Regions from separate parts of the Gossypium arboreum genome. Here region 2 is linked to region 1. A link is a contact called in public Hi-C data. All regions are on one chromosome and are shown on one strand. Each heading gives the region's core, a stretch centred on a gene start, on an enhancer-like site or on the middle of the called end of the contact. The rest is flanking DNA. Distances are from core to core; before and after follow the strand shown.

The links. A called contact is a pair of places that touch in the nucleus more often than the background predicts.
Region 2: a contact with region 1 is called in a Hi-C map of leaf, with 2.5 times the contacts expected there. The contact joins the promoter of LOC108470532 here to the promoter of LOC108471124 in region 1. A contact is called at or near these places in 2 of 5 Hi-C or Micro-C datasets (both in leaf).

The regions. Positions count from the first base shown.
Region 1 is chr11:104,299,456-104,306,225 of ASM2569848v2, forward strand. It overlaps LOC108471124 (protein PNS1-like), which reads right to left and starts at 3,490. Exons shown (of 3, transcript XM_017772713.2): 1 at 3,193-3,490; 2 at 1,916-3,061; 3 at 1,447-1,842. The coding sequence starts at 3,261. The coding sequence ends at 1,708.
Region 2 is chr11:104,434,208-104,440,977 of ASM2569848v2, forward strand. It overlaps LOC108470532 (beta-glucuronosyltransferase GlcAT14B), which reads left to right and starts at 2,336. Exons shown (of 4, transcript XM_017771876.2): 1 at 2,336-2,964; 2 at 3,076-3,151; 3 at 3,241-3,356; 4 at 5,800-6,436. The coding sequence starts at 2,475. The coding sequence ends at 6,320.

The sequences.
Region 1 (6,770 bases), core at 2,240-4,739:
CGAACATTGCTGGAGAAAGTTCGATGTATGTTGTCCAATGCTGGGTTGGGCAAGCAATTTTAATGAGAGATCGTGACATCTGCGCCATCTTGTTAATCGTTTGCCATCATCTGCATTAGAAAGAAAAACTCCAAGCAATATCTGAAAAAGGTATTACAATGTTTTGGTGTAAATGAAAACACAAAACATGTAAGTATCCCACTTGCTTCTCATTTGAAACTCAGTGCTCAATTATCTCCGAAACCTGAAGATGAAAGAGAATATATGGCGAAAGTCCCATATGCTAATGCAGTTGGGAGTTTGATGTATGCGATGGTGTGTCTGAGGCTGACATTTCACAAGTTGTTGGAGTTGTGAGCGGTATATGCATGATCCTCGAAAAGGATATTGGCAAGTCAGGAAATGGATTCTACGGTATCTTGAAAAACCGTAGACGTTGGTTTAATTTTTGAGCGAGGATGAAGCACTTGGTCGGGTTTGTAGTTGGATATGTTGATTCCGACTTTCTTGGTGATTTAGATAAACGTCGTTCAACTACGGGTATCTGCTTTACTCTTGCGAAAGCCCCAGTGAGTTGGAAGTCTACCTTACAGTCTACAGTAGCTGTGTCTACCTTGCGTGGTATACTTGCCTACCATTTTTCCTTTCGGTGCCACTTGCACCTCCCATTTTTGACTTTTCAACTCACCCTTTAATTGACTTTTCAACACCCATTTCCAATTTACGTTGATAATGTTGAGTGGTCCAAATTTGTTAGGGACATTCTTCGTTATCATTTTCCAGTTTCGTAACTCAACAGGAAAATGAATTAAAGTATTTTCTTTCTTAAAATATATCGTAAGTTTTTGAAATCTAATCTCTATATTTTTATATAAAGGAAATTCAGTTTTTTACTTTTCAAATCGGATTAACTGTTAACACTATTAAATTTATTTTATTAAATTCAAGTTCATTACAATATTATTTTTTAGTTACATGGCCATCAAATAAATAATTTTTAATTCAAAATGTCACACAAAAAAAATTAACAAAAAGAAATTAACAGCATTACCAATTTGAACCTAAATTTTGAAATCTAAAATTGAGAAACTAAATTCTTGAAAATAAAAATATAAAAATTAAATTCCAAATTCATAAATAGTATAGAGAATTATAGATTTTTTAACCTGTCACAAACGATCTTTTGTGTATTTAATCAGGTGTTGTAGAAGTAAGTGGAGTTGTAATTTGAATGGAACAAAATATGTAGAACCAGTGGTGTAGTGTTAGAATAGTAGTACCCTGCCATGGCACTATTGAAATTTTGTAATAGTAGTATAGTACCCATGCCATAGCAACTATTAACAGATAACATTCAATAAATTTGGAGATGGAATCTCAACATCAATAACCTACCCCTCATCCTGAACTCTTTTGCATAGAAAAGAAAGATATGAGTCAACAAGGTAGCAATGGAAACTAACTTTATTAGGCATATACTTTTATTACAGTGAAAATGATATGCTGCAAACTTGGCAGAACAATCTGCTTTCTTTTGGGTCTCTAATGAGAATATATTCCACTTGATATTTACCTCATCTTTTTTAAAGCCTCAAACAGTAATGTACGGAATTTACAGAGAAGAAGTGCAACTAAACTATACAGGCTCCCCAAAATTGTAAACATTTTACATACGAATGATGTTATGTATCTTTTAGTCAGTCACGGTTAAACTTGAAACCTATGAAGCTGTTCAATGCGTACTGGGATTGTTGCATCAAACCGAAGGCTTTGAGGGTTCTCCGCATAAGAAACATAGTATGCTGAAACACTCGCTTGTTGCCAGGCCAATGCTATCCGACACTGCCAAAAATCATTACGATTTCATAAGTTTTCATTGCTATCAAATCATTCAAAGGTTATAATCTTTTTTTACCATGAAATAGCCGATCAAGAAAGCATAGATGGACACTTCAGTGGCATAGCCCTTGTGGATTATGAGCTCCCATGTTCCTCCCACGATGCCGCATATTGAACCCACCGCAACCCCGGAGAGAAAACAGAACACCCCGGTTAGGTCGGAATCGATCAATGATATCAGTTCTACCCTTTTGAACATCTCCCATGTATCAGCCGATGCCTGTATGAAGCCTTTGTTATAAACACCTACATGAACAAATCCCCAACGATTCCCATATGTGATCAGTGTTGAGGCAAATCCCGAGTAACAGTCAGCACATGAGAACAAAAACTCGTCGTTGTCCCCTGCAACCAAGTTTATGGCACGGGCTGAACCGCGAATTGTTCCGATAACCGGAACAATGGCTGAACCTATGCATACACTTCCTACCAAATGCTTGAAGGTGTCATGGAAAGCCGCCCGAGTGTTGATATCGACTCCGCAAGCAAAATTCATGTATCTGATTCGTGAGATTGTGACATACAGCATGTTCTTGATCACTTGCATACTCCATAAGAAGGAAAGCAGGATGACTACGATGAACACGATGTCTAAGCTGGTTCCGGTGGCGGTTGCTCCTCCGATTCCGGTCACCGAGAAAGAGGAGTAGACTAAACAGGTTATGATGGAAACAATGACAAATGTAGTGGTGTTATAAGGTGGAGCAGATGTGGAAACTGTGAGGATCTTGGATGCATAGTCAAATCTGGAATTCACCCAACAGGCATAGAGGGATTGGATGACGCCTGAAATGATTGCAATTGTACCTGCTGCCAAACTTAGAGGAGATCCAATCAGTATATGGAGCACACCGACAGCACATGTTAGCAGGGGCGTAAACCAGAAGACAGCTTTGATGGCCTTTGATGGACAGTGGAAAGTGATGGATTGCCATATAAAAGAAACGATGCCAGCAGAAGCCGTTGAAACAAGAAGTGGAGGGTACCATTTCTTGGGGTGGAAACGATCGGTACTACCGGCATAGATGAGGCCGCGGATAGTTAAGACGATAACTAAGATGGAGACGAGGAACAATTGAACGAAGAAAATTATTTGAAAGAGCTTCCTGAGGAGCTGCCCCCCCACAGTTGGTTCTATCTTGATGCTTGGTTCTTGTTGTACCTGTCAGTCAACCAGTTAAAACCAAAAATTAAAGATGGAAGGTCAAGATACAAGAATTGATTAAATGAAATGAAAAGATAAGCTGGGGGAAGATTTTCTCAGAAGAAACAAGAAATGGGGTTGAAAGAGACCTTAACAATGGCTGTGGATTGAGTTCTTTGTCCTTGAATCTGCATATTAGAGCCCGTAGATCTTTCCATTGTTGATCTTCGTCTTCCTTAGCAGCCACGATTATAAGCAAGAGTTGATAAAACTTGAACTACTCTTCCCAGATTTCAAGAACATTTTTATTTGTTATTGTTGAAACCAAGACTCAATTACTTGTTGAAGTCTTCTAATACTAATCATGGTTCACGCATTTTCATGAGTTGACCAACCCCTTTTCCTTCCTTTTTCCTTTTTCTATTTAAAGATTTAGACTAACCTGGAAGTCAGGTTATCAACTTATCCATCCATCCTACCGATACTTTTTTTTTTATAATTTATAAATATTTTTATTTAAATATAAATATCAAAAAATAATATTTAATATTATTGTAAATAGTAAAATAAATTTTTTATAGTAAAATAAAATTTTTTCCCTTTCTTTTACATTTATATTAAGTTTTAATATCATTCATTATATGTTTGTGAGAAAATTATTTTTTAGAATACGAATTATTTTTAAGAGTACCCCAATACTATAGGTGTCAAGTTACTTTAATCCATGCTATGCATGTTAGGAAGCAAAATTGTGAAAAGCACATGCACAAAGAAATTCGATACATGTAGATATCAAGTTGAGGGTCAACAGGTTATCTAGTAATTAGCCCAACCAATTGAATTTAATACAATGGAAGTTACTCTCATGGTTGTCGACTTCTGCCCTATAAAAACTCATCCATTCATCATGTCTTCCCACCAAAAATCTTCCAAACCTCTCCAACTTTCCAAAAAACACTTGTTTGTTTTTACTTATTTTTTTGGGAGATGGCAGAATTTGCCAATTACATCGTCAATATAGTGAAATCTCCAACTCAATTTATTTTTGTTATTTTAATTTTGCAAAAGATATTATGATTTTCAAATTTTAATACTATATGGCATATACAATGCCGGTTTATATATGGCATCTACAATGGCAAAGTTAAAATTATTTCGGATTTGGTTGTTGCCATGGTGAAAAGATAGAGGCCAGAAACGTTTACATTCCATTTCCCATGCAAGGAAGTTAGCATCATGCTTGAAGATGTCACTTTATTATTAGCATGCCAATCATCGAGGAGGCGTGAACTCTACAGGAACCGACAACGAAGGCCAACAGTGGCCGGTCAGCGATGGTCGAGGTGGCCTATGATGGTGGCCCAATGGTGGAACCCATTTTCAATTAATTGCTCAAATTGTAGGGTCATGGGATTAAATTTTGGTGAACAAATTAATTTCATATTTTGCGATCTTTTTGGCAGAACCCATAGGATATTTGACTTTTACCCAGAAGACCTAAAGAATGTTTAGGATGGAACCATGAAAATCTTTGGCTGGTTAGAGTGATTTTAATTTTTTGCAATTTTATACCATGCTATATGAGATTATGTGAAATTAAAATTGACAAATTATGTTCAGGCATATAAAATAAGCATGTCATGTAGTTTAGGAAAAAATGTCACTTGTACTTATCATTACATATTTAATCATTCATGATTGAAATTGAAATAAAAACATTGCATAGTTTTTTTTTTTTCAATATTGAGTGGGAGAAGGTCCCAAAACAAGACTTATGGCCTCCATAAATGATCTTTATATGATGGCATGATAATACTTCGAGCTGGTTTTATCTTGGTCGCACCTCACAGTAAGTATTATTATGTTAAAAGATTTCCTTTAAGAGGATAACTAGTCATATATGATACTTATTGAGATTATCAATAGCACCCCTCACTTAATCCGAGTAAGAGATGCAACATTTAAAAACTAAACTCACCACTTAAACATATTTTTGCTTTCATGATTCTTCTCAAAACTTATCTTTCACCTACACATTTAGAGACAAATGCGTTAAACTACATAAAAAACTTAGTAAGTGCCTAATTGAATTTTAGTATCTTACCATTCATTTATTTAAACATAATTAAATAATTTAAACTAAAATAAATTAATAAGTTACTCATACCATCTAATAACATTATCTTAATTCATGCAATTCACCATTCAATCCATAAATCATTTAATTAAATTTATTATCCATTTCTATCATTTAATCATATGGTTCCGTACGTGTTTACATATGTCACATATATCACTAATAGATTGTGGTCATAATTAGAATTTCGGTAATAGAACCCCCAAAGTCTTAGACCCACCTATTAACTAATGTATCTTTGAAATGGTGTTAATCTAAGTTTGGTCACGAACAATACACTCACATCAAATGTGCATCATTTGTAATGGCATGTCAGATGAGGTATCTCTTTTGTCTTGATATAATGTGAAAACCCTTGAGCTTGTTATTAATTTGAGATCAACTAGAGAGTAGTGTGCCTATAGAATGGGTTGACAACAAATTAGTTACAAATTAATTTTAGGGAGCCCAAATCCACCCATTAATGGCAACACAAATGTTGCATGTGACAATTTGGTATCTTAAAATCTGAAAATTCTCAATTAATTGCTTAAGCCAACATTACAATGGTTATGAAGCCTTTAAATGTAAACTTACTATCTAATTTTCCCATTCCCCAAACTCTATAACCATCTCTTCTCATTTTGAATCTCTTTCATTTGCAAAATTTGATTAAGACTTAATCCATAAACCATAGGTTTTTCAAGGTTTGAACACTAAATCTGAACCTAAATCCTTGATCCTTAAATCTTATCTCTCAAACCCTAAATTAATACGATTTAGGATTCGAAGAACAAGAAAAAAAAAGATAGGTTTAAGGCTAGGAAATGGATATGGAATGTAAGAGGAGGAAGTGTCACAGATCATATTTTTATATTTCGATCTCAAGCTTTAAAGTCAACAACCTTGAATGTAAACTATAGCAAAAGAAGTCGACAACCTCGTATGTCAACTATGTAGTCTAAATTAAACTCTACACCCTTCGATATTGAGTCCAATACTATTTTATTATTAGATTCCCTTTTTGAAAAGATTCCAAATGACTATTGATCGCGTGATTCGTAACAAGTAATAAATATTTATAATGAAGATCAAACCAAGACTAACTATTATCACGACGAAATGGCAAGCACACTTATCGAACAATAGTATAGTAATGGCAAGATCGGGATATCGTACCCAAGGAAACCAAAAGTACTAGTAATAACTATCTTTTTTATTATCTAGCCTAAGAATAATGGGGTTTTGTTTTAATTGACTAATTATCTAAACTAAGAACACACAGAGAAAAGAATTGGGGAATTGCTTTTGGGAAAATCGATTGACTTGAGACAATACCTAAAGAAAAATCCACCTAGACTTTACTTGTTATTCTGGCTCCGAACCAGACGATTTATTCATTCAACTTGTTCCGTAGAGATCCCTAAGTTATGTTATTATCCCTATGCAAGACTAATAACGTCTAATCCCTAGATTGAATAACTAAGACTTTTCTCTAATTAACATTCTAGGGTTGCAGTAACTCTATCTATGGATCCCCTTATTAGGTTTCACCCTAATCCAGAAAAATCTTGTCACCTTATTTCTAGGTGCGCAATCAACTCCGCTTAA
Region 2 (6,770 bases), core at 1,086-3,585, 130 kb after region 1:
AAATGGCAAGCATCTAGAAATTTGTTAGGTTTAGGGTAAAAATAGTAAATGTTAATTTGTTTATGTTATTTCATGTATCTAGTTTATGAAACTTTGGTGGTGTTTGAATTGTTTTTTGTATTGTACTAGACTTGTTGAATTATAATTTGTTTTCTTTTGATTCATCATGTGTTATAATTTCATAAAGTGTTGACCTTTTTATTCATAATATTGAACTTAATTTTAATTTTCATTTTTTCTTAAGATAGTTATGTCGGGCTTTTCACAATCAAGTGTTTCTTCCCAAAATTCTCGAGGAACCAAAAGGAAATGGATTCCAAAAGAAGATGTTGTGTTGGGTGCCTGTATGATCGACTTGCACAATGTTGGAACCTTTAATGCAGATATGGGATTCAAAGTCGGTTATTTAAATGAGCTAGAAAAAATGTTAGAAAAATTTTTACCCCATGCTATGTTAAAGGCTAAACCTAATCTTGAATCGAGGATTGGAACATTTAAAAGGGATTGGACAATCATTTATGACATGTTTAGGGGAAAAAACAATATTGGCTTTGGTTGGGACGAGCATAGGCAACTAATTATTGCTGAAGATGCTGTGTGAAACATCATATATAAATGTAAGAATTATTTCAAGTCTTTATTATCTTTTTTTTTTACCAAACCTATATCTAGTATAGGTTCCTCATTTTTTATAGAGTTATAAAGAAGTCGATCAATTCAAACATCATAGTTTCCCTTATTATACCAACTTACTGCCACCTGCTCAAAAGATCGAGCCACGAAAAAGATTCTCAAATAGCCACTGATATTATTGAAGAAATAGATGTTGAGGATGTAGTTATTACAAATACTCATGAAGAAAGAAACAATTTCCATGGATGCGAAGCTGATGTTTCTTTGGATGACATTGATCTTTCAGCTACACAACTGCAACCATCTAGAAACCAAGGTGATTCCACATTTTCAAAGAAGAAAAAGAAAAGATTTCTAATGCAAGTGATCATATTCTTATACTTTATTTACTGATGCTGCCACTTTATTTGCGGAAAATATACGAACCATTGCCCTTGAAATCAGTAGGAGTATTGCCTCCGAAGTATTAATTCAGAAATGACCATTCAAGAAAGTGCTCTAAAATTACATCCAACCTTATGTGAAGTAGAAGGCTTAACTGAGGATGAGCACTATCACGCGTTAAGCAAAATTCCAGGCCATCCAATGTAAATGCTCATTTTCTTTAGTTTACCTTCTTCGGTGCGATTGGAATGGATCATAAGATTTCTTGTTGACCATTAAAAATCATGGTTATGTAGATGATATTTTGGCAACTTTTTATGTTTGTAATATTTGGATAGTATAATAACATGATAGAATGTCATTACAATGTTGTAACTTTTTATGTTGTAAAATTTAGTTTATGGATTATGACATATAAGCTAATGAAATCATGTAACTTTTTGTTAATATATGAATATTATGTTTGGATATGAAATATAATTCTCAAACTATTTATTACTTCTAATATTTATTGTAGAATAATTAAATTATTTGTTTCACTAATGATATTTTAGCACATTAAATATGTATTGTAGTTTAAAAATAATAAAGTAGGTTATATATTATTTTTATAATATTATATATTATGATTTTTAATTCATATAATAATAATTATATTAAGAATGTTATTAAATTATGTATTTTTTATAAAATTGTATTTAATAATAATTATGTTAAAATATGATTAAATTATTTATTTTATTTTTATTAAAATATATTTAATAATAATTTTATTAAAATTTAATAATAATAATAATAATTATCTACCTACAAAATTCTCTAAGAGTATTTTGGTTATTTAAGTCTTTTTCCTAAAACTATTACAACATCTATTTCATTCAACCAAATACGAGAATGCTATTCTGCTCTATTCCATTCCATTCAATTAAATAATAGAATTTTTTATTACAATTTTATTCTATTATAACTCTATTTAATTACAATTCTATTATATTATAGTAAATTAAACATTCCTAAGTGTTAAACTAAAGTGGAGATTAAAGAAATATGAAAGTAAAGAAGATAAAGCTTCCTCAAGAATATTTAGAATGCTTTTTAAGGTTTGGTTGTTTTTTTGTGTTTGGTAAGGAGTAATGATGTTGACTACTTATCGTGGGGATTTCCCCCCAAATTCCACAAATATCCTATTCAAACCTAATTTTGTCCACGTAAAACCATTGGCAAAGTAGTAATTACATTACCTAATTAATAGTTTTGATTGCGGGGACAGGTGGAGGCCTTCACTTCAAAGTAAGGAACCCCTGCAATAATTTAATCCACACACTTCCACCTAACCTTTTTACATGGTTCTCCCCAATCTTTCACATTTGCCATCCCTTCCATTAATATAAACCATTTAAAACTACCCAGTTCTTTTTTGTTCTTCCCAACTCTCACTTTTTTGTTTCTAAACTAAGATGGGGATCAAAGTTTTCATGGTTTCTTTCATGTTTACCACTATTCTGTTGTCTGTTTTGTACCTCCCCACTAAACTAAGCATCCCCATTACAAGGTTCAATCCTATGGCAACCTTAAACATTGTACACCCATCCAACAGGACATACCCGGTTACCTTTGCCTACTTAATCTCAGCATCCAAAGGGGATATAATCAAGCTAAAACGTACCCTACATGCTCTGTATCACCCTGGAAATCAGTATCTGATCCATCTGGATTACGAGGCGCCTGCCTCGGAGCACAAGCTAATTGCAGAGTTCGTATCCAATCACCCAGTATTTAGCTTGGTTGGTAATGTCTATATTGTTGGGAAACCCAACTTGGTTACTTATAGAGGTCCAACTATGCTTGCTACAACTCTTCATGCTATGTCAATGCTTTTGAGATGCTGCAAATGGGATTGGTTTATTAACCTCAGTGCTTCCGATTATCCTTTAGTAACTCAAGATGGTATGGTGAGTGGCCTTGTTTCTTTGTTGTTTTTTGTTTTTTGTTTTCCATCTGTTTGTATAATTGCATTAATGGAGTTATGACTTCATTTATGTTGGTGGGTTTTTTCAGATCTGATTCATGCCTTTTCTGGTTTGCCAAAAGATCTCAATTTCATTCAACATAGCAGTCAGCTGGGCTGGAAACTGTAAGAAATTGTTGTTTCAATCTTGTTTTGCCCTTTTAAAAAAAAAAACTTTAGATTTCAATATGAATCTTATGATAAAAATACTGCAGGAATAAGAGAGGGAAACCCATAATAATAGATCCGGGGCTTTACAGCAGGAACAAGTCAGAAATCTGGTGGGTTATTAAGCCAAGGACACTACCAACGGCTTTCAAGCTTTATACAGGTTTTTCCCCATACTCCTTGATTATTTCTCCATTTTGTCCTCCTCCTTCCCTAGATTGCCTTTCAAATTCATCTAAAAGATAATTCGCTAGATCTCTACCATAGTGTGAGGTCCTGAACAAAGTGCAGAGACATTACATTGAAAAGTACCACATAGTCCACGCACACGGTTCATGCATCAGAATTCATTAGGAACTCAGAAAACTAAAAGATTTTTGGGGTTTTGTAGAAGTGGGTCCCTGTGTTTTTGGCATATTTTGATTCGTTATTTGTTTATTGCCTTTTGGTCTGTGATTGTTTTCAGATAACCCACTGCCGACAAAATGATCATTTACTTATTTGCTTAAAATATAAATCCTGAAAGCTCAAGGTCCTAGTTCCAAAACTCCTAAAATTAGGGCTGTGCCCCCTCCTTTTTTCTTTTGTGATGTGGGTACACTCCAGTTTTAAGGGTTTCCTTAACTTGGACTTGTTAATCTTTTTGTTGTTCTAGTATTTTGCTTCAAATATAGACGAAGGCCCTACCCCTAATTAGTTGGAATAAGTGAGGTCAACTTGTTACTTGGTTGAAAACTCCAATAATTCTGGATAAACAAATGAAAATCTGAACCTTTCTTATATGGGAATTCTCAAATTGCACATGAACCTGATTCATGCAATGACTCTTACAAAGTGATATTAAACATATTTGAGACTTGGATTCTAACATTTACAATCTCTCTCTCTTTTTGAGATTTGATGTTATAAGGGATTAAAGGGAAGTTTGCCTTTTTTTCTTAACATATTTTTCAATCAGTAGTACCAAAATTATATGTACATCCAGTCATTGCCTTTTATTTTCAATATAAATAAAAATCATTAAGATTTTTCTTAAAACGAACAAAATATTAATGCTGTGAATATATCAATAAAGTTAGATAAATTTATTGAAAATTATAGGTTTAATGCATAATTTGGTCCTCGAGTTTGACATTTTTTTAATATGGTACTTATGTTTTTTTTGTTTTGTCTAATGTGGTACTTGTATTTGACCAAAGTTATATATTTTGATACTCAAAGATAGCAATGTTAACTTTTTTAGTGGTTAATACGGGTTTTAGGGTTGATTTATTGAAAGTTAATTGTTGATATTAGTATGTTTGAATTTGTCATGATTTTGATAATAGAACGAATTTGTTTAATTTGTCAAATATAGTCCGATGAATGTGATTTAATTTGGGTTTTATGGTTGCTTTGATGTTAACTTTCATAAAATCAACTCTAAAAGAATTAAACACTAAAAAGTTAACATCGTTACCTTCAAATATCAAAATTAATAACTTTTGTCAAATATAAGTATCACATTAGACAAAAAAAGTATAGATACTACATTATAAAAAATGTTAAACTCAAGCAAGGGTGAAGTTAGAATTTTTTAGGAGGCTAAAATTAAATTGTAATTTTACGAAGTAAAATGCAATTGCATCATTTTAATAGTCTATATTTTTATAATTTTTAAAGGATTAAATCAAATTTTTATTATTTTTAGGGGGCGAAGTATAATTTTATCTTTATTAATTTAAAATTTTAAGCATAAATAGAAAATTTTTTATTTTAGGGAGATCGAGGCCCTTCAAACCCCTTTAACTACGCCCTTGAACTCAAGTATCAAATTTAATACAAAATTATATGAATGAAAAGAACTAGAGGCTTGAATTGCAAGTTAAAGATACGACAAAACCAAAAGGGGATGATTTCTTTGAAGATTGAAGAGGTTTTTTAGTGTGAAGTTGACCTGTAGTTTTCTATTAGTGCGCTGGTGATGGTAGGCAAGGTTATTGAGCTGTTGCTTGCTGGGAAATTGCTGATATAATCTCCCCACCTAATAGTGTTTCTAATCAATGTTGCGTGGCTTTCCATCATTCTACCAAACTAGCCTTGTAACCTATATGTTGGGTTTTACCATTTTCATCAATCACCAAACAATGTTGTTAGCAAATCAAATCATAAGCTTTTTTTTTTTTGTTTACTGTTCGATTTGAGGCAAGGTATGAGTTTGATACAGTATGTGCTCTTTGGAGGTTGTCCTTTACATTTTCATGGATTGACTTCTTTTATTTAGGTATTGTATTTTTCCTTGATTCAAAAGAGTCAAGGACTTTTAGATTTAAAACTATTTCACATTCACCAAGAAACTGTACAGACTCACATGCATCTTTGCCTGACTTGTTCCATTTGGAATACACATGCTATCCTATCTTGTACTTAGTATAAACATTTAATTAAGACTTAATCTCTGCGATTCCCTTAATAACTTAGAATGTTTCATATATCCTTTATTCAATAAATTTGTCCTGGGTTTGACAGATTCTTTTTCATAAAGTTGAATGATTATCCATCAGAAATCACCATTTAAACCAATGTTAATTATCAACTCATCATTAATTTGGTTCAAAATCCAACAGGTTCAGCTTGGACTGTGATCTCAAGATCCTTTGCTGAGTACTCCATTGTTGGGTGGGACAACCTGCCTAGGACTTTGTTACTTTACTATACCAACTTTGTGTCTTCTCCAGAAGGTTACTTTCAGACATTGATATGCAACTCAGTAGACTACAAAAACACAACAGTGAACCATGACCTTCACTACATCACATGGGACACTCCTCCAAAACAGCACCCAAGGTCCCTAGGACTCAAAGATTATAGAAGAATGGTTCAGAGCAGCCGCCCATTTGGCAGAAAATTCAAGAGAAATGACCCAGTTCTTGACAAAATCGACAGGGAGCTTCTCAAGAGGAGGCATGGAAAGTTTACATATGGGGGTTGGTGTGCTGAAAATGGGAAGAAACAAAGGGCATGCTCTAGTTTACAGGGTGAGAATTATGGTGTTTTGAAACCTGGAGCTGGCTCTAGGAGGTTAAAATCTTTGTTGACTAAAATTGCTTCAGCAAGGAGTTTCAGTAAGAGGCAGTGTAGACCATAGATTAATTCATTTTTTATTCTACTTATAATGAACCAATACAAATATAAATTTGTGTTTCTTTGTTTCCCCTTTTTTTGAATGAAAAATAACTTGTGTTGTTACCTATAATTTAAAAAGCTTGAGTTCTTCTAATATCCCTTTTGTTTTTCCAAGAACTATATGCATATCCCTTAAATAATCATCAAAGGGGTTTATGAAGGAAAAAGAAATATAAATCTTAAAAAGGACACCATTGAAATTGCTTCAAGCCAAAAATAAGTAATTTCCTGTATTTCTTACATACAGCTTAGAGAATAAACCCAGGTTTAATCCGTTGATTTATATAAATATCTAATATTTGATATCAAACCCCCAACATTTCGCCCTTTTTCATAAATCTAAAGAAGAAGCATAATTTCACATGCCCAGAATTTTAAAAAGTCCGCTCACGAAGCAGGAATCTTTTCAGTG